Regions from separate parts of the Mus musculus genome. Here region 2 is linked to region 1. A link is a contact called in public HiChIP or PLAC-seq data. All regions are on one chromosome and are shown on one strand. The core of a region is the stretch at or near the end of the contact, and the rest is flanking DNA. Distances in the headings are between cores, read along the strand shown.

What was found. HiChIP or PLAC-seq counts read pairs in DNA pulled down with a chosen protein or histone mark.
Region 2: a contact with region 1 is called in an H3K27ac HiChIP or PLAC-seq map of embryonic stem cells, with 4 times the contacts expected there. The contact joins two enhancer-like sites. A contact is called at or near these places in 6 of 115 datasets of contacts at active chromatin or transcription factors (astrocytes, embryonic basal ganglia, embryonic stem cells and 1 more) and 1 of 9 other capture datasets (adipose tissue).

The regions. Positions count from the first base shown.
Region 1 is chr16:90,622,628-90,628,116 of GRCm38.p6, reverse strand. Gm36063 (a long non-coding RNA gene) reads left to right here and starts at 547. Exons shown (of 5, transcript XR_876234.2): 1 at 547-741. Within about 2 kb of position 3,931, at least 71 of the 459 cell types and tissues checked have an H3K27ac peak or open chromatin away from gene starts, as enhancers often do. A contact at or near this core is called in embryonic stem cells, where this site is marked.
Region 2 is chr16:90,401,235-90,407,177 of GRCm38.p6, reverse strand. All of the region lies in intron 1 of Hunk (hormonally upregulated Neu-associated kinase), which reads right to left. Among named protein-coding and RNA genes, the nearest start is that of Hunk, 18 kb to the right of the region's middle. Within about 2 kb of position 1,362, at least 33 of the 459 cell types and tissues checked have an H3K27ac peak or open chromatin away from gene starts, as enhancers often do. A contact at or near this core is called in embryonic stem cells, where this site is marked.

The DNA.
Region 1 (5,489 bases), core at 2,682-5,181:
CGATGGCATCATACAAAATGCATTCCATGTGTTGAGAGTAAGTTCTTCCTAGGTCCTTTCTACACGATGGTGTCACTCTCCTACTGGTCTTCTATGTCAGGTTATTGTGGAGTGTTGTCTGGTGTTACCATTCAGAAACCCTTCATCAAATTTTAGCTCCTGTCTGACGAGGAAGTCCTCTTGTCACAACGGTTTGCCCAACATCAGTTTTCTGATTCCATAAATCTCTCTACCTCTGTTATCAATGATCTTACCATAAAATAAAAAACTTGTCCTTAGACAAAATAAAAAGACTCCAAAAAGAGATAGACTAAATACTTAAAGATTGAATACTTCAGTTGCCTGACACCCTGTGTGGGGTGGGGTTTGTTTGTTTTTTTAAAGATTTACTTATTTTTATATATTTGAATACATTGACGCTGTCTTCAGACACACCAGAAGAGGGCATCAGATCCCATTACAGATGGCTGTGAGCCACTGTGTGGCTGGGAATTGAACTCAGGACCTCTGGAAGAGCAGCCACCACTCTTAACCACTGGACCATCTCTCCAGCCCATAGAACAACGATTTTTTTTAATGTTGTAGTGAGTACAAAATAAGGGTTTATGTGATCAACTTGACCGTATCTAGGATCACTAGGAGAAAAATCTCTGGGCACGTCCTGAAGAATTTTCTGGATTAGACGAGTCATTGTTGACTTATAATCCTTTGAATACCTGCTGCTCAACCATCTTGTAAAAGGTATGTTACATTTCTCTTTGAAATACAGTTGTTTATTTGTTTGCTTGTATGTGTAGGGATATGAATGTGCCCAGGTACATTTGTAGAAATGAGAAGACAACTTTCAAAAGACTCAGTTCTCACCTCCCATATGTGGGTCCTGGGAATCGAACTCAGGCCATTAGGTTTGGCAGCAAACATCTAACAACCCCAATGTAATGCATCCTCACTCTCGTTATCCAGGATGTATTAGGCTTTTCTTTTCTTCGCGGCTTTTGAAACAGAGTGTCATGTAGTCTAGGCTGGCCTTAACCTCAATATGTAGCCAAGTCTGGCTTTGAACTTGTGAACCTCATGCCTTCACCCCCTAAGGTGCTGAGATGATAAGTGTTTGTGGTACGATGCCCGGGATTGACCAGTTCTTTATAAAGTTCACAATCCTTTTACACCGTGATCTGTCGGTCACCTAAATAGATGACACAATAATTAACTAGTTTAAATCTTTCTGTAGTTGGGGGTTCCATCCTAGATGTTTGAATTCAGAATCTTTGGGATTAAAGATTAAATCTGTTCTCTGTGACCCAGATGAACACTGGGGCTGAGAACCTGTGTAGGACCATCTTCGACTACGCAGGGTCTTGGGGTGAATTGAGGAATTGGCCCGTTGTCAGGGAGCTCTGTGCTCTGCTTTGTGGCTGCTCTTCACTAGCTTCTTCTACTTGGGTTTGAAGAGTCACAGGGAGGATGAGTGAAGGGCCTCCATCATCCTGGCCGAGCTCCCAGCCTTTTGCTGGTCTGCTTAGTTGGATCTAGTAGGGAACCATGGAGTCTTTTTTTTTTTTTTTTTTTTTTTTCTGGGAGGCTGAGCCAGGGTTCAGCCCCTCTCCTCGGGCCCCTGTTTCTCCAAACTCTGAATAGCTGAGAGGCCTTTCAGAGAAAGCACGTGGGAACTCGACCAAGATCTAATTACAGAGTTAGACACATGTAGGAAAGAGGGAGCGAGACAGGATCCCCCCCACCTTTCACAGTGCAGGGGAGCAGTATTTGAATATTCTCTGCTTATCTTCTAAGTGGTTAGAATCCAGGTAGACCTCCGTTGTTTCTGTGTTGTTGATATCTCCATCCAGCATCGTCAGAACCTAGGACAGATGGGGTCCAGGCAAAGATCACACGTTACTATGGCTCCTGGGGTGTTTAGAGGTCTTCAGACTGTACTAGCAGCTGATTCAGGAATTGTCTAAGCACAACTCAAAGCTGCTCTTCTCACTTGGATCCACTGGCTCCAAGTCAAGGTCCCCATAGGAGGATGTGGAACATGAGACTTTCTGAAAGTTTTTTTTTTCAGTCCATTTACGGTCATACTTGTCTTCTTGAACTTTAGCTAAAGTAAATAATTAAGGGTGTGCTTTCCTGAATAGCTACAGTGCTAGCTGCAGTATTGTTTGCATTGTACTGGGGGTGGGGTGGGGTGGAGGGAAACCCAGGAAGAGTCCAACAGCCAACCATCGAGGAGCAAGTAAATGAAGTGTGTCATTAATAAAAATCAGGATCTGGGCTCTGCTCTGGGACGGGCAATGTCATTTGTTATCGTTTAAATGCCAAAAAAGGCCCCTTCCAAATCAGCGTGGACGTTGTGATCTCACGTTGCATCTACGTGCTGAGCGCGTTCCTTTTCCCTTCGCTGTGACAAAATGCCTGGCAGAAACAGCTTCAACGGGGAGGGTTTATTTTGGCGGGCAGTGTGAGGACTCAGCCCATCACAATGGGAAAGGCATGGGGGCAGGAGCTGGAGGCAGCATCCACAGTGTCACCAGAGGGCCAGATGCTGGCACTCTACTTTGCATTCTCAAGCAGTCCAGGACCCCTGTCGGTGGAGTGATGTCATCTTCATCCAGGGTGGGGTTTTTTGTTTTTCTTCCGGTGAACTGGCTCTGAAAACACCCTCACAGACATCCACAGGTTTGTCTCCATCGAGCTGACAAGACTAGCTGTTACACATGCCAAACCTAACAATGATCCCCGGGGGAAGATTAAGGTGACTTTGATTGCTGCCTTCTTTGCATGTTGCATTGTCTACTACTGCTGTTACTGGTGCTGTTGCAGTTGATAATGATGGCGATTATTATTATTATCACCACCACCACCACCACCACCACCACCACCACCACCACCACCAACAACAACAACAACAACAACACCATAACCACAGCAGCAGCAACAGCAACAGCAGCAGCAGCAACAGCAGCAGCAGCATCAATCATCAAGTACTATGAGCAATTGCTAAGAATCTAATGTTGTGGTATGGGGAGAGTGAGCCTCTGAAAATGAGGCTGGATGACAGTAAACTTAGTCCCTGCCTCTCCCTAGAGAGCGTCCACAGTCATCAAGGTTGACTCTCCAAGCGCATCTCTTCCCAACTGTACTTCCCAAATCCATCGTAGTTGGATGGGCTGCAGTGGGCCTTACCCACGGGCATCATGTGTTTTCATCTGGCAGAGAAGAGATGTTCCTGACTGATGCCTGGTATTTCCCAGGCCTCCTAAAAGAGTGGCAAATTACAGACACTGGGATCCAACCAAAAGTGCATCTCAACTGAACAGTATCCCCCCACCCCCTTTCCACCATTGTGGGGGACCAGGAAGGAGGTCAATATGCTGTATCCCCCATCCTGAGCTCAGAGTAACTGAGTAGAATACTAAGGACCATGTAGATGGAACCCCCAGCTCTTTTATTTTGACGAACTTGTCCATGGTTACGTCACCCTCTTAGCCGAGTGGCCCTGCTGATACTGCAGCTCTGAAGGAAGCTCGCTCCCAGACCTGTGACTGACTGCACTAAAGAGCTTTTGGCCTCACCATGACTTCAGTGTGGTGCGGCTCTCTACACGCAGGCAGAACCCAGAGAAGAATGGCCTGAGTTCTCCAGCAGAGCACACCCATCAGCCCTAATGGGCCCCTTGGGAAGCATAAAGGAGGGAGACGCCAGAAGCATTATTCTAAAGTAAGGGTCAACACACTGCTCCCAAGAGCTACATCTGGCACGCTGCCGGCTTTTGTAAATTAAGTTTTCCTGGAACGCAGCCACACGTGTTCATTTATGTGTCGTCTAAGGCCGGGTTTGTGTTCCAAAGACACAGTTAGGTAGTAACAGTGGAGACTCTGTAGCCTGGGAAGCCAAAAATGTGTTCATTTATCCCTTTCCAGAAAACGAGTCTTGGCTCTTTCACTACAGGGTGCCCATCATCCAGGAAGTCCAGAAGAGGGGCGGAGACTCCCCGATGTCGTCATCCCTGTTACGCATGCTTGCTAGCTGTCCGCTCTCTGCTGCTGAGTTTCCTTTGCCAGACGTTTAAGCTCCAAAGTCCACCTCCCAGCCTTTCCTCCTCTCCGAAACTTCTCTCAGTTGCCTCGAAGACTGTCACAGTCTAAGTCTTATCTTGAAACTTAATTGATTGGCTCAACCCAGGACATTTTTGGGATGGTTTGGATACAGTTCCAGTGTGTTTCCCAAAGGAGGTTGTGTGCCTGTGTGTGGAGGGTTGGGATGGAGTACAGTTTAACTCCTAGTCACATGGAACAGAATCCAGATAGGATAAGAATGATTAGATGCCCGGAGGCCTGCAGGCCAGGAATACAAGCAGAGCCTCATCAGCATCTTGTACCTCACCTGCTGGCGGCTGCTGGCTCTCCTTGGCATTTGTGGCTACTTCCCTCCCATCCCCCCTTTCCTCTTGCTTTGTACTAAATCTCCTTAATTAAATGTCTTAAATGGATACCATGCTGGTGTTTAGGGCTCACCTAGATGCTCTAGAATAACCCCTATCATCTCAGATGCCTTAGTTTAGTAAAGCCTAGTTTTCCAAACATGGTCTGTTTCACGGCTTCTGGGAATTAGGTTATGTGCACATTTCTCTCTCTCTCTCTCTCTCTCTCTCTCTCTCTCTCTCTCTCTCTCTCTCTGTGTGTGTGTGTGTGTGTGTGTGTGTGTGTACTGTGGAACTTACTATGAGAACCCAGTCCTGGACTTGACTAATAGGAGAGGAGGTCTGGTTTGTGTGAGGATTTTTGTAAAGCTGTAGAAAGATTTGGGGGGGGGGGGGTGGTGGAAATGTCCAGGGGGAGGAACATCACTGTCCCCTTGGTATCTAAACCTCCTCTGCCCAGAAACCAAGTCCATTTCCACTGGCACAGGACATGGGCATGGCTACTTTTCTCATCGCTGTGACAAAAAAAACCAACAAAAAGAGTTTAAGGAAGGGGAGGTTTGAGGGCTGAAATCTGTCCTTGCAAGAGGAGGTGCTGGCATGGCAGGAGCCAAAGACAGGTGGTCACAGTGCATTCCACTGTGTTAGACTCAGGTGTTACCTAGGCGACGCCAGTCAACCTGACCATTAGGATTGCCTGACAACAGTCTGTTCCTACAGACTGTCGAAGCTTTTGCCTGAGAGTCGGGGAGAGGAACTGAACAAGGATTCATATTTAATTGCATAATTCAGACCCCGGAGCTGTATCTCCGCCTCATTTTCTCCAATTAAGTATGAAGAGAATGTGAGGGACCACGGCCACCCCCCAAGGGAGCAACTGGAATGTGTTTCTTGTGAACTTCCTGTGTCTCAGGACAAGTGTTGGTTTCAGCATCTTTGTCTTGAAGTAAGGAGGCTTCTTGCAAATGCCATCTTACCTCAAGACTGTAAACACTTCAACTGCCTTTCAAATACAGCCAGAGACCCACCCAGCTCCAACCTCTGGGTCCCATTCTCTGTGACCGTG
Region 2 (5,943 bases), core at 113-2,612, 220 kb after region 1:
GGAAGGACCTGAGTTCGGTTCTTAGCACCCATACTAGAAAGCTCACACCCACTTGTAATGTCAGCCCCAGGGGATACGATGCTGCTTTCTGGCATCTGCAGACACAGGCATTCACATACACACATCCACAGAGAGACACACATGCATGCTCACAACTACAAAAGCAGAAAGGAGTTCACCACCATAGCTGTGTGTCTTGTTTTCGTCCAATTACAATTGGGACAGTTCCCCAGTGTTGACCACTCTGACACTTCAGTCTCTCTGCCAAATGGTTTTTCACTTAAAAAATAAATAAAATAAAATTATTTAACCATACTTAATTTTATACATAGCCATACATTCTATGTATTAAGTAATACTATAGCAAACTGATTTGATGTCATTTTAAACAGAACAAAAAGGGGAAAGAGTTCAGGCTACCTTATCGTAAATGACTTTTTGGTAGAGAAATATTAAAACAGCAGACTTCATCAGAAGGGTGCCTTTTCCAGGGGTGCAGACAGAGCGTCATGGTGCAGGGACGAGGGAACCAGTTCTTTTCTTTTTCCCACTTCTTTCTTCCCGTCCCTTCCCCTAGGCCTTGGATAACCTTCCTTTTTACAACAAAGAAGTCTTAGACATGTTCTCTTTCAAATTTGACATTTAATACTTCAAACTCCAAAATTAGCTTTAATTCAAGACGTGTTCGTGTCCCACAGGCAACAGGAAACAATATCCCGTCTCCATCCTGGGACAACTGGCGGCCACATGCAGCCAGAGAGGTACAAGAGCAAAATGGCCTTGTGGGAGGGGAGGATGAGGGCATTGTGGGATTGGAAACAGAACTCCAGGAAACTCCAGTACAAGATCCCATTCTCCTATCCAGGACCCTGCTGTCAGCGGAGGTCTCAAGAGCTCCAGGGGCTTCTAAGCAGGGGTCAGCTAAAGGCAGCACACACTGGAAATGTCCAGCTGCCTGTTGAGGAAAGTGGGAGCCATCAAATCAAAATCACATCCGACGACGCAGCCCCAACCCTAAAACTCTGGTCACTGGGGCAGAAGTCTCTATAAATTTCATTCTTAATTACTTGTTGGAAAGAAGTCTCTACCGTTAAAAGGGCCATAAAGGTGACTAAGAGGTGAGGCCAGGAAGGTTCAGTGATCATCCCTGGTGTGGTGTCATGAATCCTAGAAAGGTAAGGGACACCACCTACCCACACACACACAACACACCAGATGCCTAAAAAGAGCAGAAAGTAAGAACCAGGGGACAGAGAAGCCCCTTCCCCAGGCAGAGAATGGAGGCTGCCAAGAGGCTCATGGCACAGGCAGATACGAGGGGTGTGGAAGCTGAGGAATGCAGACATGTGTGTCCCTGCACGTCCAGAGGCATTCCTGCCCTGGGGGGGGGGGGGGGTAACTGCTGCAGAGGTGTCCCATGATCCTCTTCACCCCCTCGCCTCTATCCTCAGAGGTCAACTCCGTCGTCCAGATAAACCTAGTGGGCGGTCTCTGTCTTGCTAGCTCAAGGAATCTGACCTCTAAATACCTTTAAGTTTAAGAACAGGTCTGAGGATCTAAATGAAAAGCATAAATAACTGCCATGTGTTCTCCAACACAATGATGAATATGCTTTAAGCTAATTAAGTGCTCCCAAAAGCAATATGCTCACTCACACAATCACACTCACTCACTCACACACACACACACACACACACACTCATACACACACATTCTCTCGCTCTCTCTCACACACACACACAACACTCACACACACATACAATCTCTCTTTCACACACACACACACTCTAAGCTAAGCAACACACACTCCATTTACATATACATATGTGCATGGTTGTCACTGAATATTCATGAAGTAGATTTGACTGTGCTACAGATGGAGAAACGGAAGTTTAAAAGGGCTTCAATACCTTACCCAAAATCACAGAAGCAGAAAGTTGGGAGGCAGAAGCTGTGAACCCCCAAAGCCTGCAGCCCGCCAATATGCCACAGGTGAGAAAATATAGTCAAAGGTGCCTCCCTACCCCAGCAAAAAGGCTTCTTCAGGAAACAAGAAACTGGCAAGTCACGGACAATGTATAAAGCAAAGCCAACAACTCCTTCTCTCTCTATGTAAGCTTGAAAACAAGGGGGACACTAAAGAAAAGTATCGCCGGGCTGTGGTGGCGCACACCTTTGATCTCAGCACTTGGGAGGCAGAGGCAGGCGGATTTCTGAGTTCGAGGCCAGCCTGGTCTACAAAGTGAGTTTCAGGACAGCCAGGGCTATACAGAGAAACCCTGTCTCGGAAAACAAAAAAGAAAGGAAGGAAGGAAGGAAGGAAGGAAGGAAGGAAGGAAGGAAGGAAGGAAGGAAGGAAGGAAAGAAGGAAAGAAAGAAAGAAAGAAAGAAAGAAAGAAAGAAAGAAAGAAAGAGAGAGAGAGAGAGAGAGAGAGAGAGAGAGAGGAAGGAAGGGAGAGAGAGAGAGAGAGGTATCAACTGGTTGGCTAAAGAAAGCAAAGCAAAACCTCGATGGACCTTTGCCAAAAAGTCATCAATGAATCAGAAAGAAAGCCAAGTGACTAAGTAGAAGATAATAGCTACAACACAATAAAGATAAAGCTAATATCTTTAATATGGAAATAGCCAGTAACTGCCATATGGGAGAAACGTGGTAGAAACCATTAGCAATATACCAAGACACATATTCTAGAAGTCAACTTCATACAATGTTGCCATGAAGCAGAATCCTTCTGAATTGCAATTTGGTAATATATCAAAACCCTTCAAAGTATTGTTCCTAAGAAATGGCTCAGAGAGACAGTCCCAAGGACAGTCACAGCAGTGTTGTTTATACAGGGGAAATCTTGAAGCAATCCCAACTTTTCAATACTACAGTAACTTCAAATATTTAAATGTATCACAAAACATCACACTTTAAAAGAGGACTTAACAGTGTTGCAAAGCACTAAATTTTCAGTAAAATACAGGGTACTTACAAAATAGTATGAATAGTGGATATCAATGTTGAAATCAAAGGGGAAAGGAAGGTCAGCAGTATCCATAACTAATACATGTGTGTACATGTAACTCCATGTAACTGATACAACATGCTTGCACATGTAACTAAAACATGCATGTGCATGTAACTACAAGTAACTAATAATATGTGCATGTGCATGTAACTGCATGTAACTAATAACACATGCATGTGCATGTAACTCCATGTAACTAATAACACATGCATGTGCATGTAACTCCATGTAACTAATAACACATGCATGTGCATGTAACTACATGTAACTAATAATACATGCATGTGCATGTAGGTACATGTTACTAATAATACATGCATGTGCATGTAACTACATGTAACTAATACAGGCATGTACATGTAACTACACATAACTATTATGTGTATGCAGCACACGTGAACTAAATGTTCACACTGATTTTCTCGGGAGTGTATGACTTAAAGCAATTTTTAATTAACTTTGTGTTTATTTCCAATAAGAAAAGGGAGGCGTGTTTAACCAAACAGGAGGAAAACATTAATGTTGTCTGTAACCGTAGGAGAGTGGATCATGAGGTTTGAAACGCACAGCAAGAGAACGAGCTGATGATGGGAAGAACATGCTATGTGGCTATCAAAGAAAACCCGGGCAGCCATTAGCCCAAGACCCACCTGAATGTGCTAAGAACCTCAAAAGGTCTAAAACCCTCCTGTGACTGAAGTTCACAGCAGGAAATGGTTTGTCAAAAATGCTTTCCAGGTATTCCTGTTACAGCATTTAGGTGAGAGGCACTAATCTGTGGTATTGTATGTACTTAGCATGTATGAGCCCAAGGGTATATACTCTCAGTCCCACATACATAGTTGATCATAAGAAAAAGAGAATTAGCATTTGGCAATTTACACACACAAACACACACACATTCTCACACGCCCCCCCCACACACACACATGCACACAGACACATATTTAAATAAATACGTTGTTGAGTGATGACCCCTTTAAAGGCAGGAAGCCACTGCTGTGTGTTTGTTGACTGGATTATTGCGCATGCTCTCTGGTTCTTTGTCTGTTGCTTTAATGACTCTCTCTATATATAATATATATGATCAGAAAGGAGAAAAGAGGAAGAGAAGGGAGGGAAGAGGAGGGAGAAAGAACAAGACAACAACTCATTTCTGAGCGGGGGAAATAAAGTAATGAATTAGGCAGGAGCGCAAGAGCCACAGCACTTCCCCTCCAGAGGGAAATTTGAGTTTTATTACTTCAAATTGGCCTTGAAATTGCAACTACTGCTCACAAATGTTCGTTTTTAATAGAATAAAATGTCATCCTATGGGAACAACACTTCACAAACCTGCAGCCGTGTTTTCAAAACAAGCTCTCTTTATTGGTATTATTAAATGTAAATGTTCGACTGAGAACCGAGTCAGACGAGCTTCTCTAATTAAATTTTAACCTGGAATAAAGAATGCACTTAGAAGTCCCACTTCTGCGTGGGAGTAGGGTGATCCCAGCTGGAGGACAGACTAGATACGTGAGGGCAGTTGGCTTGAGGCGTTGCTTTCACTGACATGGGGCTCTGATCCCCCCACCCCACCCCATCCACACCCAACACACACACACACACACACACACACACACACACACACACACACACGCACTGCAGCCAGCCTTCACCTGTAGGAGCATTTCCTCATTCCTTGGGTCTCGAAGTCCCTTCTTGACTAAGGGAGGCCTGTGCTGGCTCCAGACAGCCCACATGAGCAAGTAGGTATAAGGGCAAAAACGTGGAGAAGAAAATACATATTAAAAAAACCTGACAGGAAGCCCCCATGCCGGAGAGATACATAACAGAACATATGTAGAAATGGCCCATGATTTCTGTATGATTGATCTATGAAGGTTCCAGGCCATCAGAAGTGGCCCACAAATATCTTAACTTTTGCTCTCTGCTCTTGCCCACTTCCTTCCTCAGAAGCGCTCTGTGAATAAATTTTTTCTGCTGCTCCTACTATTCATGTGTCCCTCTCCAGCTTCTTGTCCCAGGACACAGGACTTGGAAACCCTGGTGGTACCCAGCAGACCCTAAGACTCGAGGTTAACAGGAGTGGATGCACTCCCCAGAAACTCAGGGACTTTTCTCTGTGCTACTCAAAATATGAGCTCAGAGCTTTGCAATTTGATTTGAAAACTTCACCAGGTATGGTTTGAGCCCAGCACTGGGGAGGCCTGGGAAGGTGGGTCTCTGTGAGTTCCGGCCCTGCCAGGATGACAATGGCTGTCACGCTGCTCATACAGGCAGGAGGAAATCAAAGGCATATGGACACCTGCGCCTCTTGTTCCTCTCAACTTGTCTGACCTCACCACTGGAAAATTTGATCCCCGGATTCATGCGGACCCAGGTAACTTCACAGAGAGCAGTGGCACCGGTACAGACTTCCCCTGGGAACTTTTGTGTCTTAAAAAAACCAGCTTCCTTAAATACCTAATAAAAAATGGAAAAAAAAAAAAAAAAAACCAGCTTCCTTTCAGCAAGTTGCCTGCTGCTTTCTAAATCCAGTTACGTTACTATAACCCAACTAAAAAATAAATAAAAAAGCTTCCAGCTGGCCCTACCCAGAGCAACTTTCCCCAGGCAAGAATAGGACTTATGCCTCCTGCCGCTGTCCTTCCTAGCCAGGGCTCCTCTGATCACGTGATGAGAGGCCCAGCTTCTCTATGGCAGCATCCAGGTTCTCCTACTTAGGGGGTCTCCCGCGCTATGACGGCTTTCAGCCTCCTTCCCTCTAAAGCCCATCCCTAAAATCTTCCCATTTCTCTCTGCTGCCCACTCCTGCCCCTCCCCCACCCTCATTCCTACCCCCCCACCCCCCCCACCCCCGTAACTTTCTTCTCTTGGCTGATCCCCTCTACACGGGCACCCTGCCTGGATCCAGTATGCCACAGGA